2 separate regions of the Sus scrofa genome follow, and region 2 is linked to region 1. Evidence: chromatin contacts called from public promoter capture Hi-C data. All regions are on one chromosome and are shown on one strand. The core of a region is the stretch at or near the end of the contact, and the rest is flanking DNA. Distances in the headings are between cores, read along the strand shown. Region 1 holds the start of ENDOU (poly(U)-specific endoribonuclease). Region 2 holds the start of SLC48A1 (heme transporter HRG1).

Evidence for each region. Promoter capture Hi-C pulls out the DNA fragments that hold promoters and counts their contacts.
Region 2: a promoter capture Hi-C map of fetal liver shows a contact between it and region 1, with 2.1 times the contacts expected there. The contact joins the promoter of SLC48A1 here to the promoter of ENDOU in region 1. A contact is called at or near these places in 1 of 5 promoter capture datasets (fetal liver), 18 of 47 Hi-C or Micro-C datasets (alveolar macrophages, blood, brain and 10 more) and 2 of 2 datasets of contacts at active chromatin or transcription factors (alveolar macrophages and skeletal muscle).

Annotation. Positions count from the first base shown.
Region 1 is chr5:78,085,810-78,091,569 of Sscrofa11.1, reverse strand. ENDOU (poly(U)-specific endoribonuclease) reads left to right here and starts at 1,269. Exons shown (of 11, transcript XM_021092594.1): 1 at 1,269-2,104. The coding sequence starts at 2,050.
Region 2 is chr5:78,136,678-78,142,853 of Sscrofa11.1, reverse strand. SLC48A1 (heme transporter HRG1) reads right to left here and starts at 1,634. Exons shown (of 3, transcript XM_021092605.1): 1 at 1,356-1,634. The coding sequence starts at 1,491.

The DNA.
Region 1 (5,760 bases), core at 20-2,519:
CTGTGCCTCAGTTTCCTCACCTGTAAAACGAAGGTAACAACAGTAACTGTTAAGGGCTGTAGTGAGAATGTATAGCACATAGGAAGCGCTTGGTGGGTGACACGTGGTATGTGCTCAGTCGGTGCAGGTGGTCGTTGTTAAAGTTGTGGTTCTCGTTGGAGGGCCCTGCCTGGAACACCCATCTGGCTCTTTGGGGTCAGTTTCAACTGTCTCCCCAGCTTCCAGCCCTGTTCCTGCCCTAAAACTCCCCTGATGAAGAGAAGTGCTCCCACCCCTGAAGCTCTATCCCATAGTCCGCTCAGCTGGTCATCAGGGCAACCCCGGCCACACCCCACTCCCACTCGGAAGCTTTGGCCTTGCCCAGGATCTACCCATCTGGGTCCCTGGAAGGGAGAGACCACCGAATCCTAAACTCAGAGGTGCCATTGCTTCCTGGCCCAGCCAGGGCACTCCTTTATTTCCTAAACTAACTGGAGTCCAAGATACATCGCTGTGCTGCCAGTCCAGGGAGGGTGGGGCTTCTGGCAGGGAGCAGCTCAGCACCTGCTTCCCGGCTGTGCAAACGGCACTTTTGCAAACAAAGCAGCCATTTCTGCTCCTACTCCCTCTAACTGGTCTTACTTCCTGGAGGAAAGGGAGGGGCTTACTCCCCGTTGTGCTTCTGCCTTGAGTGCCTTGCAAGGTGACTTGCCCCCGGCTGTTCTCTCCACCCCTGAGGGGCCTTGAGTTTGGTCTCATCTCCACACAGAGGGGTTGGGGGGTTCTCCTTAAGCCACTGGCCACCCCCAACCCACCACCCCGGGGCAGGAGCAAGAAGCCTGGAAATTAAGATCAGAACTTGGAAGGGTCATTGGCTTCAACCTCATCATTTCAAAGAGGAGAAAACTGAAGACAGAGGGACGCAGACTCCTCTGTTCGAGTACACTGGCTGAGGAGGGCGTGCCTCCCCACCCCTGCCCCCACGCTATCCTGGGGGAAAAAAATCAAAATCAGTACTGAGTGGTCTCAATTACTCATCAGTTTTGCCTTTTTCTGAGACTTTTTTTGAGAGGGCTGAGAATCTCCATGCCATGCTTTCTAGAAAGGGCATTTCACTTAGAAGATTTTACCTTTACTAGAAGGGAAAAACTTGGCAGCCCCATGTTGCTGCACTTTTGCTCTCAGATCTGGGGAGATGGGAGCCCTGAGAAGCTCGCTTCTCTCTGGGGAGGGGTCCTTGGGGGAGAGGATGAAACAGGGGATGAAGGGAGGAGATGAAGGGAGGAGACGAAGGGTGGGTCCTTCGGCTGATTTTAAGAGGCTTTTTGGCCTCCCCAACCTCATAAACCTGGAGCCTGTGAGAACCTGAAACAAGTAAAACCTGAGATGCTGACTCAGCAAGAGTGAGAGGCTCATTTGCATGATATTTCTAGGGTGATGTAGCTATGTGCGGCTCGTGTAGTAAGAAGAGCATTTGTTCCTGACCCATGACGCCTAGATCCTGCCTTCCTTCTGGCGACCCCAAGGTTTGCTGAAGCACTTTCTGTTTGCCAAACATGTAATGATCATCTTACTCTGTTCCTCATGCTGAGCTTATTCCTGGAGTTCAAAAATGGAGCTGCTTATAGCCTCTTGGAAGGTCAGGCCTGTGGTTTGCAGGTAGGTGGGCATTTGGAGGGTATCACCCAAAGATGAGCCCATAGGTACTCCTCACCTGGCCATAGAACCCCACCAAACTAGGCCCAAGATGCTGTGCCTGCTTACATGACCTATTTTCTAGCTACCAACAGCTAGCATTATCTATTCTAAACATCTGGCAGTACCTGCCTGCTTAGTCACCTTGCCCCTGTCTTCAAACAGCTGTAGGGTCCCACCCCCTCTCCGCCTCCTTCCATCTGGGGTCCCTCCCCTTTTTCTTCTTGGAAGGATCTGGAGGCACCAGATCCACAAGTTCTGATGTCTTTAAAAGGATCCGCCTGGGTAATAAGGCTCTTGTGGGAGCAGTGACATTCACATTGACGCCAGTGAAAGTCCAACTGCCAACCCCCTTGTGGCCTTCAGCTGGACATCATGAGGGCCTGTGTCCCCCTGATAGTGGCCATGCTCTGCGGCCTGGCCTGGGCAGGTAAGTCACGACTGGTGGGGATGACAGGGGGTCCTGCGAAAAGCAGCAGAGAGTTGAGGGACTTGGTAGAGGGTGAAGGTAGAGAGACAAGGGAGGGCCACTCTGTCCTGATGCCATGGACACCTTCGACTTGGCCTGGTCTGAGGAAGGAGTTGCCTTCCTCAGGGCAACTGGTGGACGAATGTCATGGAAGCCCCTTCTTGCCACTTTGGAAGACGAGCCCCAAGCATCCCTTCGTCCAACCTGACTTTTGACCTTAGCAAGGCTTTTTTTTTTGTTTTGTCTTTTTGTTTTTTCCTGGGACCACTGTATGGTCTAAAGATGGGCTGTGAGTGACTGGGTTTGAATGGCCTGGCTGCCCTTGATCCCTTCCTTTGCTGCCCGGGGATGGGTGAGTTGTCTGGGCTGGGAGTTTCTCTGAGTAAAGACTTAGGAGGGGGGAACCTGGAAGAGCCCTGACCAGGAGGCAGGCGGCGTGCTCTCGGGGCTGCATAAGTGGTCCGTCCTGCATTAGGGGAACTGAAGCAGAGAAAGGTCCTAGCGGTCCGGGGATGGGATGGCAGGTGAGGACAGGAGCCGCTTCCTGTTTGGCAGCTGGCAGGTGCTGCTGCTGAGGTGTTAATAGGTGGTTAATGGGTGAGTGGGAAGGGTGCGGAGGGAGGGGGCTGAGCTGAGGGGTGTGAGGAGAGTCCTCCTCTGCCCAGAGAAGAGAGAATCCAAGCTGGATTCCCTTTCCACCCCACCCCAGTTGTTCCTACATAGGGCTCTTGTAAGGACTGCATAAGATAAGGTCTAAGAGGCGCTCTACGTGGAGTGAGCGCTCCATGGATTGGGTCCTTGATCATGGTTGTGAGTATAAATCAAAATAAATATAAAACATTCATTTATATATATAAATTCATTTATATATTTACATTTGTATCACATTAATTATATATTCTATTAATAAAATGTGGACAATAAATTTAATACAAAATATTAATGTAATATATTGATATAAAATATTATTTATATAGAGATTTATCTAAATAGAAAATTTACTCTTGCAATCATTTCCGGTCAGATGGTGGATACGAAGACCCCTAATGAGATTCCTAAGTGGAAAGCCTTTGGAGGGGAAAGCCGTTCCCAGGCCTCCCACGCTGGGTGGGCTCGGGTACCTGCACTTGGGCACCCACAGCAGAGAGGCCAGGCCCGGGTGGTGCAAGGCTCGTGGTAGAGTGAGGGCAGCGTGAGAGCTTCTAGCTTAGTGTGAAGGAGAGGCCGTGGGGTTAGGGCTTCCCAGTGTCCGGAGAGGAGAGCCGCTGGAGACGTTTGGTCCCCAGGGGACATCCCTGAGGGCAGGGGCAACAGTAGCTTCAAGGTGCAGGTGGAGCCCTTGCCCCTGGGGATGGTGATCTGATGCTGGTGTGGGGCCGAGGGGAAGGTGAGGGTCCAGTGGATGATAGGTCTAACACTTGGCTGAAGTGTTAGACCTATTCCAACATCTCAAGAGTCCCTGTTGTGGCTCAGCAGGCTAGGAGCCTGACATAGTGTCTGTGAGGAGGCAGGTTCAATCCCCAGACTTGCTCAGTGGGTTAAGGATCCAGCGTTGCCTCAAGGTTCAGCATAGGTTGCAGATGCTGCTTGGAGCTGGTGTTGCTGTGGCTGTGGTGTAGGCAGGCAGCTGCAGCTCGGATTTAATCCCTGGCCCGGGAACTTCCATGTGCCATGGGTGCACCTCTAAAAAGACACACACACACACACACACACACACACACACACACACCACACACAAAACAACCTTCAACATCTCAGAACTTAGATGCAGGAGTATGAATTGTGTGGGAACCAGACTCAGGTACCCAGTTGTTTCAAGTGAACTCAGGCAGGAAGCTGGTCCTGGAAGGGCATCTTCTTGGTTGGCTCAGGTCTCCATGGAAACAGCATCTGGGGCCCCCAGAAAAGCAGAGACATAGGATCTCTGAACCATCAGAAGGGCTGAGCACTGGCCATATAGGGACACCCAGGCATGGGACCAAGCTTCTCGGTGGGCAGTGTAGATAGGAGTGGGTATTCTGGCTTATTAAAATCTTTAAATTTGCAGAGAAATGTAGTGTGTTAGGTGGGGGTGAGGATGGGGAGGAGGGGGTGGTGGGAAGGGGGATAAGCTTTTCACAGGGAATGGAGGGAGACTCTTTCCGGGATAAGACAGGCAGAACGAGGAAAGGTAGAACGAGAGAGATGGGGTGGACAGACGAGGGTTGAAAGGTTGTTGGAGCAGTGATTCAGTGCCTGGCTGGTGAGTGAGGCGCACATGGAGCATTTGTGTGAACAGGAGATACTGAGGTGAGAAGTCAGGGTGATGAGCCATACGAGTGTCCCCAGAAGAGCACGGGAGGTGCCTACCAGCCCTCGCCTCCCTACTCAGATCCCAAGGTGCTCTCGAAGCAGATCAGGTTTACAGGGACACATGAAGGATCCGTGGCCTGGGGTTCCTTCTGGGGACAAAGTTCTTGAACAGAGATGAAAAGGTCCACTCAGCCAGGGCCAGTGGGGAGTGTTCTCCTGAGCTCCACAGAGCTGACTATTCACTTCACCCCTTCTCAGCGGGTGCCAGCTGCTGGAATGGCGTGAATCCCTTCTTTGGACTCTGTTGATCTGGCCCATTAAGAACGTTGCCCTGATTTGTCTGAATTCTCTCCCTTCAGATTCTGGGTGTACTGCCAGCCTGGCCGAGCAGGCAGCTGACACAGCCCTTCCCCCTGGCTTGAAAACTCCTCCTTAGGGGCCTTGCATTTGAGTCCAAGGAGCATCATTTAAGATGCACGAGAAGATCCCCTGGGCCTCGAGGGACAAGCGGCCTTGGACCTGGTCGTTTTTAGGGACAATTCATGAGAATTACCTTCCTGGCTGAGGCCCTTTACTCGATGGGAAGTTGCCTCAGGACCTGGGGGAACCTGGACTTGGCACCTCTCTGATGTCAAGAACACAGACTCACAGAGTTGATGTCAGCTAGGAAACTGTCCGCAACAGAAAGGCGCCAACACCCCAGCCCAAGGGATGATCCCGCTGAAACCCAGGAGCGGGGAGTCAGCCAGATCAAGGATGGAAACAGGGAAGACTGCTCCAGCCAGTCTGGGTACTTGCCACCTTGAAGATGGCATGGAATGTCGCCACCATTTATCTAACTCACACTTACGTGGCACCACCGTGTGTCATGCACTGTGCTAAGGGCTTTACAAAAATTAACTCATTTGGGAGTTCCCATCGTGGCTCCGTGGTAACGAACCTGACTAGTATCCATGAGGATGTGGGTTCCATCCCTGACCTCGCTCAGTGGCTTAAGTATCCCGTGTTGCTGGGGCTGTGATGTAGGCCTGCAGCTGCAGCTCCGATTTGACCTCTAGCCTGGGAACCTCCATACGCCGCACATGCGGCCCTAAAAAGACACAAATAAATGAATAAATAAATATTTAATTCTTATGAATATTCTATGAGATGGGCTCTATTATTATCGCCCTTTCACAGAGAAGGAAACTGAGGCACAGAAAGTCAAATAACCTGCCCAGGATCATGTAGCCGGGAAGCAGCAGGCCCAGCATTCCAGCCTTGAGCGATTTGGCCTCTCTGGTTCCTGGCCTCTCTGCTGTCCTCCCCTCTTAGGCTCAGTATAA
Region 2 (6,176 bases), core at 385-2,884, 51 kb before region 1:
TCACAGGTGGTGGGGCATCTAGGCAGGTACAGAGCAGCCCAGCGGGGTGCCTGCCCACACTTCCTCAGAGACCCCCACAGGGCACTGCTTGGTATCGTTGGGCCTGTGTTTACCTATGCCCCTCCTGTAAGGCAGAAACCTCACCTCCAGTCCTTCTCTACCCAGGGATGGCACGCAGTAAACTCGGGGGCAATGAGCAAATCTAGTTATTTTTAGTTAGTCCGTGTAGGGCTCTTTTGGCAGAGGAGTTTCGTTATGGAATAAGAGAGCCTCCTTCAAAGTATTATCTTTACATGCATTTCTTTCCCAGAGTGCTTTTCCCACACTTATTTGATGTAGCACCCTAACTCTGGGGAAGCTGTTTATTTACACTAAGCCTCAGTTTATGCCTTACCTGTAAAATGGACACAATAAGAATGCCTATTTCATAGGCCTCATGTAAGGGTTAAAAGAGAAGGTGGAAGCCGTTTGCGTAACCTAGTGCCTGACACATAGAAAGCATTTTTAAAAATACGTTAGCAGGTAGAAATAACGTTTTGCCTTCACACAGAGAGGGTTAATAACACACCCAAAGGTGCACAGCGAGCAAGCAGTGTGTTGCTGAGCCTGGGACCTCCACCAGCGCACTGACATTCTTAACTCCAGGACATGCCTCCCCTGCCCTTCTTGAGGCACAGAAAGCTTTGTTGGCCGGGTGTAGCAGATCTTGGCCCAGGACCGCAGCAGAACGGTGGCAAAGAGACACCACTGTTGTCTGAAGACAATGTCCAGTTTCCATCAGATCCCTAGCGCAGTCCTCGGGCTGCGTCCGCTGAGGACTCTGCTGGGGGTGGGCTCCACCCTGGAAGGAGGGAGGTGGGCTTCTCCGGGAACCCCCCCAGCCCTCCTTTCCACTTAGCAGCTTCTCAGCCCTCACCTAGTCCTCGGGGCAGGGGCGCTTGAGGGGCAGGGATCCCCCAGAGCAAGTGTGTGTTTGTGTGTGTGTGAGAGATCTTTACACCTGGTCGCGCGAAAAGGGTGGCAAGAAGAGCCGGCGCGCAGGAAGGACGCTGTCATCGGACCCCGGGTGGAGGGCGGTCCGGCTAACCCAGGGGCGGCGGGGCTGGTGCCAACGGCAGAGACCGCACCTCTGCGCCCGGGGCCTCGGGTCTCCGAGGTCTCCGGAAGATGCCCAGGAGTCCGGGCCCGCCCGGGGCCTGCGCTGCCCACGGCCCGTTTTGGGTAAACACCCCACCCGCTCCCGGGGGAAGCGCCGCCCGCGAGGGGCTTCTCGGAGCACCCGCCCGCGCCTCCCCGCAGCCGCGCGCCCGAGCCGCCGGAGCCGGGAGCCGGCGTCCCCCGCGCCCAAGGGGTACCTGCGAGCCCCCCCATGGCCGCGGTCCCCGGCTGTTTGTAGACCACCGTCCAGACGAGGAAGATGGAGAAGCCGGCCACGGAGCTGAGGCCGGAGTAGGCGGCGCGGAGGCCGAGCTGCAGGCGGGAGGGGGCCATGGGGCCGCGGGCGCCGGGCGCGGAGAGCGAGCGCCGCCGATGGTCACAGGTGCAGGGCCCGGAGCGGGAGCCGGGAGCCGGGAGCCGGGAGCCCAGCCGGAGCCGCGCGCCGCCCGCGCTCCGCCCCCGGCCCGCCCCCCTCGCGGCCCGCACAGCGCCCTCCGCGGCCGGAGGCCGTCCGCGCCCGGAACCACAGCCGCCAGCGCGTCCGGGCCGTGGCCTTGCGTCCTCAGGCCCCTGAAGGTTTGGGGATGCCGCCGAGGAAGGCAGGTTCCGGGGCTCGTCCTCTGAGCTCCCAGATCAGGATATTTGGGCCTCGGCGTTTCTACAAACCAACTGCAGTGCCTCCTTTGAACGTTTCTCTCTCAATAGGAGGCACGTTCTCGCCGAAGTTTTCCGAGGTAAATTTCTTGTTAAAAAGTCAATATATGAAAATTAAGGAATATGAACGTACGCAGTGAGTATGAGTCCTGCCGCCTCTATCCATCAAGTGCCCGCTTCCAGCGTGAAGCGATTCTCCGAAGAGTCTTCTCATGGAACCCCTGGCCATCACCTTCTAACCTCCAACATCCCACTCTCACGGGCAGCTCCCCTCTCCTTTCACCTTCCCAAGTCCATCGCCCACCCCCAGTCTACCAAGTATCCCTCCCATCAGAGTCATACAATTCTAGGGTAGTAACGAATCTATAGCAGTTGTACCCTGAGCTCCCACTGAGGGCCCAGCCTCACCCTGGGAGCCAGCTGGGAAATTCAAAACAAAACAAAACACACAGGCCTCAAGCTTATCTAGAGGAGGCTCAAAATAAGTAGCCAGTACCTCTTGTGTTTATTTCCTTTTGCATCTGTAACACATTACTACAGATCTGGTGGCTCCAAAGAGCACATTTATTATCTTACAGTTCTATAAGTCAGGTGTCCAAAAATGGAAATCAGTAGGCTAAAATCAAGGGGAGATGGGTCTTCCTTTTGGAGGCACAAGGGGAAAATCTGTTTCCTTGCCTTTTCCGGCTTCTAGAGCCACCAACATCCCTTAACTCCTGAATGTCTTTCTTCATCTTTAAGGCCCGCAATCACATCCCTCCGACCTCTGCTTCTGTTTGCTTCTTTTTTTTTTTTTTTTTGTCTTTTTGTTGTTGCTATTTCTTGGGCCGATCCCGCGGCATATGGAGGTTCCCAGGCTAGGGGTTGAATGGGAGCTGTAGCCACTGGCCTACACCACAGCCACAGCAACGCTGGATCCGAGCCACGTCTGCAACCTACACCACAGCTCACGGCAACGCCAGATCCTTAACCCACTGAGCAAGGGCAGGGACCGAACCCGCAACCTTATGGTTCCTAGTCGGATTCGTTAACCACTGTGCCACGACGGGAACTCCTGTTTGCTTCTGTTATTACATCTCCTTCACGCTTGCGAACTCTGCTGCCTCCTTCTTTTCCCTTGTAAGGACCCTTGTGATTAAAAACCTTGATAATCCAAAATAATTTCCCCACCGTAATCACATCTGCAAAATCTCTTTTGCCATGTAAAGGGAAACATATTCACAAATTCTGGGGATCAGGACATTGACATCTTGGGGCGCCATTATTCTGCTACCACATCCCCCTGGAATGTAATCTCCACGAAGAGCGACTGTGCCTCTTTTATTTATTTATATATTTATTTATTTATTTTTATTTAAAAATTTTTCTTTTTAGGGCCGCACTGCAGCATAGGGAAGTTCCTGGGCCAGGGATCTAATCCGAGCTGCCGCTGCCGGCCTGCGCCACGGCCACAGCAACACCAGATCCGAGCCACATCTGCAACCTGCTAAGCAAGGCCAGGGATGGAATCTGCATCCTCACGGACACTATGTCATGTTCTTAACCCGAGGAGCCACAACGGGAACTCTAAATGGGCCTCTTTTATTCATACCAACACACAGAAGCATTCCAGGCACATAGGAACCCCTTAATAAACCTGTGGCACAGATGAATGTGCGTGAAGGAAGGTAAGAATTAAATAGCAATAAAAGGAATCATACACAAGAAATCTAGGCAGGGCATGATTAATTGTCCAATACGTGATGTAAACCACATTTGCCTCACTTCAGAATAATGTGGGGAGCTGCTTAATGTAAAAAATAAATAAATAAATAAAAATAAAAAGACCCCCAGGAGTTCCCGCTGTGGTGAAACAGGATGGGCGGCGTCTTGGGAGCGCTGGGACTCAGGTTCAATACCCAGCCCAGAACACCGGGTTACTTGCCGCAGCTGCGGCTTGGGTAGTGACTATGCGGCTCGGATCTGACCCCTGGCCCTGGGAACTCTGATGAAAAACAGCAACAGTAACAAAAGACTCCCCATACTTCACTCCTGTCTTATTAAGTTTGAATATTGGGAGTGTGTATATATATATATATATATATATTTTGTCCTTTTGTCTTTTCTAGGGTCGCACCCATGGCATGTGGAGGTTCCCAGGCTAGGGGTCCAGTCGGAGCTGTAGCCGCCGACCTATGCCAGAGCCACAGCAACGCCAGATCCAAGCCACGTCTGCAACCTACACCACAGCTCACAGCAACGCCGGATGCTTAACCCACTGAGCGAGGCCAGGGATCGAACCCGCAACCTCATGGTTCCTAGTCGGATTCGTTAACCACTGAGCCACGAAGGGAACTCCATGAATCTTGGGAGTATATTTTTTAATGAGAAGTGATTTTAATATGGTGAGCTCAGCATCCAGCCCTCCTTTAGGAGGCGCTGATGGAGAGGGTTCTTGCTGGCTGCTCAGAGGAGGGAGTGAGCCCCATGGTCCAGAGGGCACTGCCAGGGATGGCTTTAGAGCCGGTGGCAGGAGGGGATAACCCTCCACGCAGAGGGAGCAGCATGTGTGACAGCCCAGAGGGAAGAAATAACATGGTAGGTTCAGGAAACTAAGTAGTTTGTGGTCTGTGGGTAGAGGGATGGGTTTTGAGGTTTGAAATGTTCTGAAGCTCTCACATTCTGCTAAAAAGTCTCCCCACCACCCCCAGCTCCATGGAGCCAGGGGAGGAAAGTAACAGTTCTGCGTTTTAGGGTAACAGTGTGAGGGCGACTGCCCAGGAAAAGACCCGAGAGATCATCCCAACAAAGCCTTCACCTCCCTGTGTGTTAGTTACCAGTCTGTACAATGGGCACAGCCATGGTGTCTATTTGAAAGCATTGTAATGAGGAGTCAGTGCTTTGAAGAGTGGCGAGTCCACAGTGCTTTGAAGAGTGGCGAGTCCACAGTAGGTGCTTAAGAAATGTTGGCAAGTGTGGTTAGTAGCCACAGAAAGGCTTCCACGGCAAGAGGTGATGAGAGGAGACTGATGGGGCGGCGGCGGGGGGCGGGGGTCAGGCAGAGGCAGTGCAAATGGAGAAGAGGACGCTGATGCAAGAGATATTTCAGCTCTTTGAACCTTAAGGTCGGGTAGTAATTAATTAGCTGGGCAGATAGAAGGGAGGAAGGCAAAAATATTATGAGTGTACATATCAGGAGTATTGGGGAGGAGTGAACAAATGTGTGACCCTGGAGAGTGAGATTGTGCAAGAAAATAATGAGAGAGAGTTCTGTAACCGCAGCCTGGGTCCAGGACGTCTGAGAAGGTTAAGAGTGGGCCAAGACTTTTTCACTGTGGAAGCAATACAGAGCTGCTGAAAGATTTTATAGATGGGACCACCGCTTACTGTGGGGCCTGGGCAGGTTCCCCTGACTCAGCGGAACTTTCTGCCAGGAAGAAAATATTCTAGACCTGCCCTCTCCAAGATGGTAGGTTCTGGTCATATGTGGCCGTTGAGTGTTTGATATGTGCCTACTCTGACTAAAGCACTGAACTTTTAATTGATTTTAATTTAAATAGCTACACGTGGCTACCATATACATATATATATATATTTGGTTTTTAGGCCTGCACCCTCGGCATATGGACGTTTCCAGGCTAGAAGTCAAATCAGAGCTACAGCTGCAGGCCTGCACCACAGCCACAGCAATGCCAGATCCGAGCCACGTCCGGGACCTGCACCATAGCTCACAGAAATGCTGGATCCCTGACCCACTGAGTGAGGCCAGGGATTGAACCTGCATCCTCATGGATACTAGATGGATTAGTTTCCACTGCGCCACAACAGGAACTCCTTTTTTCTTTTTATTTAAAAAAATATTTTTCATTTATTATTTTATTTTTAATATTTTGCTGGTGGCTACCATGTCAGACAGCACAGGAACCTCTCAGAATGCCTGTTGCTCCATCTGTATGGCTGGGGTGCCTCATCAGCATATTATTTCAAATGGGACATAGTGAGATACTGCAGTTAAAGACCTCAATGTAGTCACTCAACAAATTATTATCGCCGTTGTTGAAATAAGTTGTTCTTATTGAACAGGGGTAGCATGACATAAACCATGTCTTAGGGAGATGCTTTAGACTTTGGTATCCAGGTTAAATTCGATGGGAAAAGAAAATTGTAGAAGAGAAGGCACTCCCAAGGCTCTTTCAGTGGTGAGGTGTGGGATAATTAAGATCTTATCTGGAGAAAGGCTATGAGAAGGGGAAAGCATGAAGGTTATGAAGCTGCAAAGCACAGGGGTATGCATCACGCATGCTCGTCCCACATCAGCTTCCTTTCCAAGCTGCTTTCAGAGAGTGTGCTCCCATCGGAACCCAAGACAGACACCCCTTGCCCCC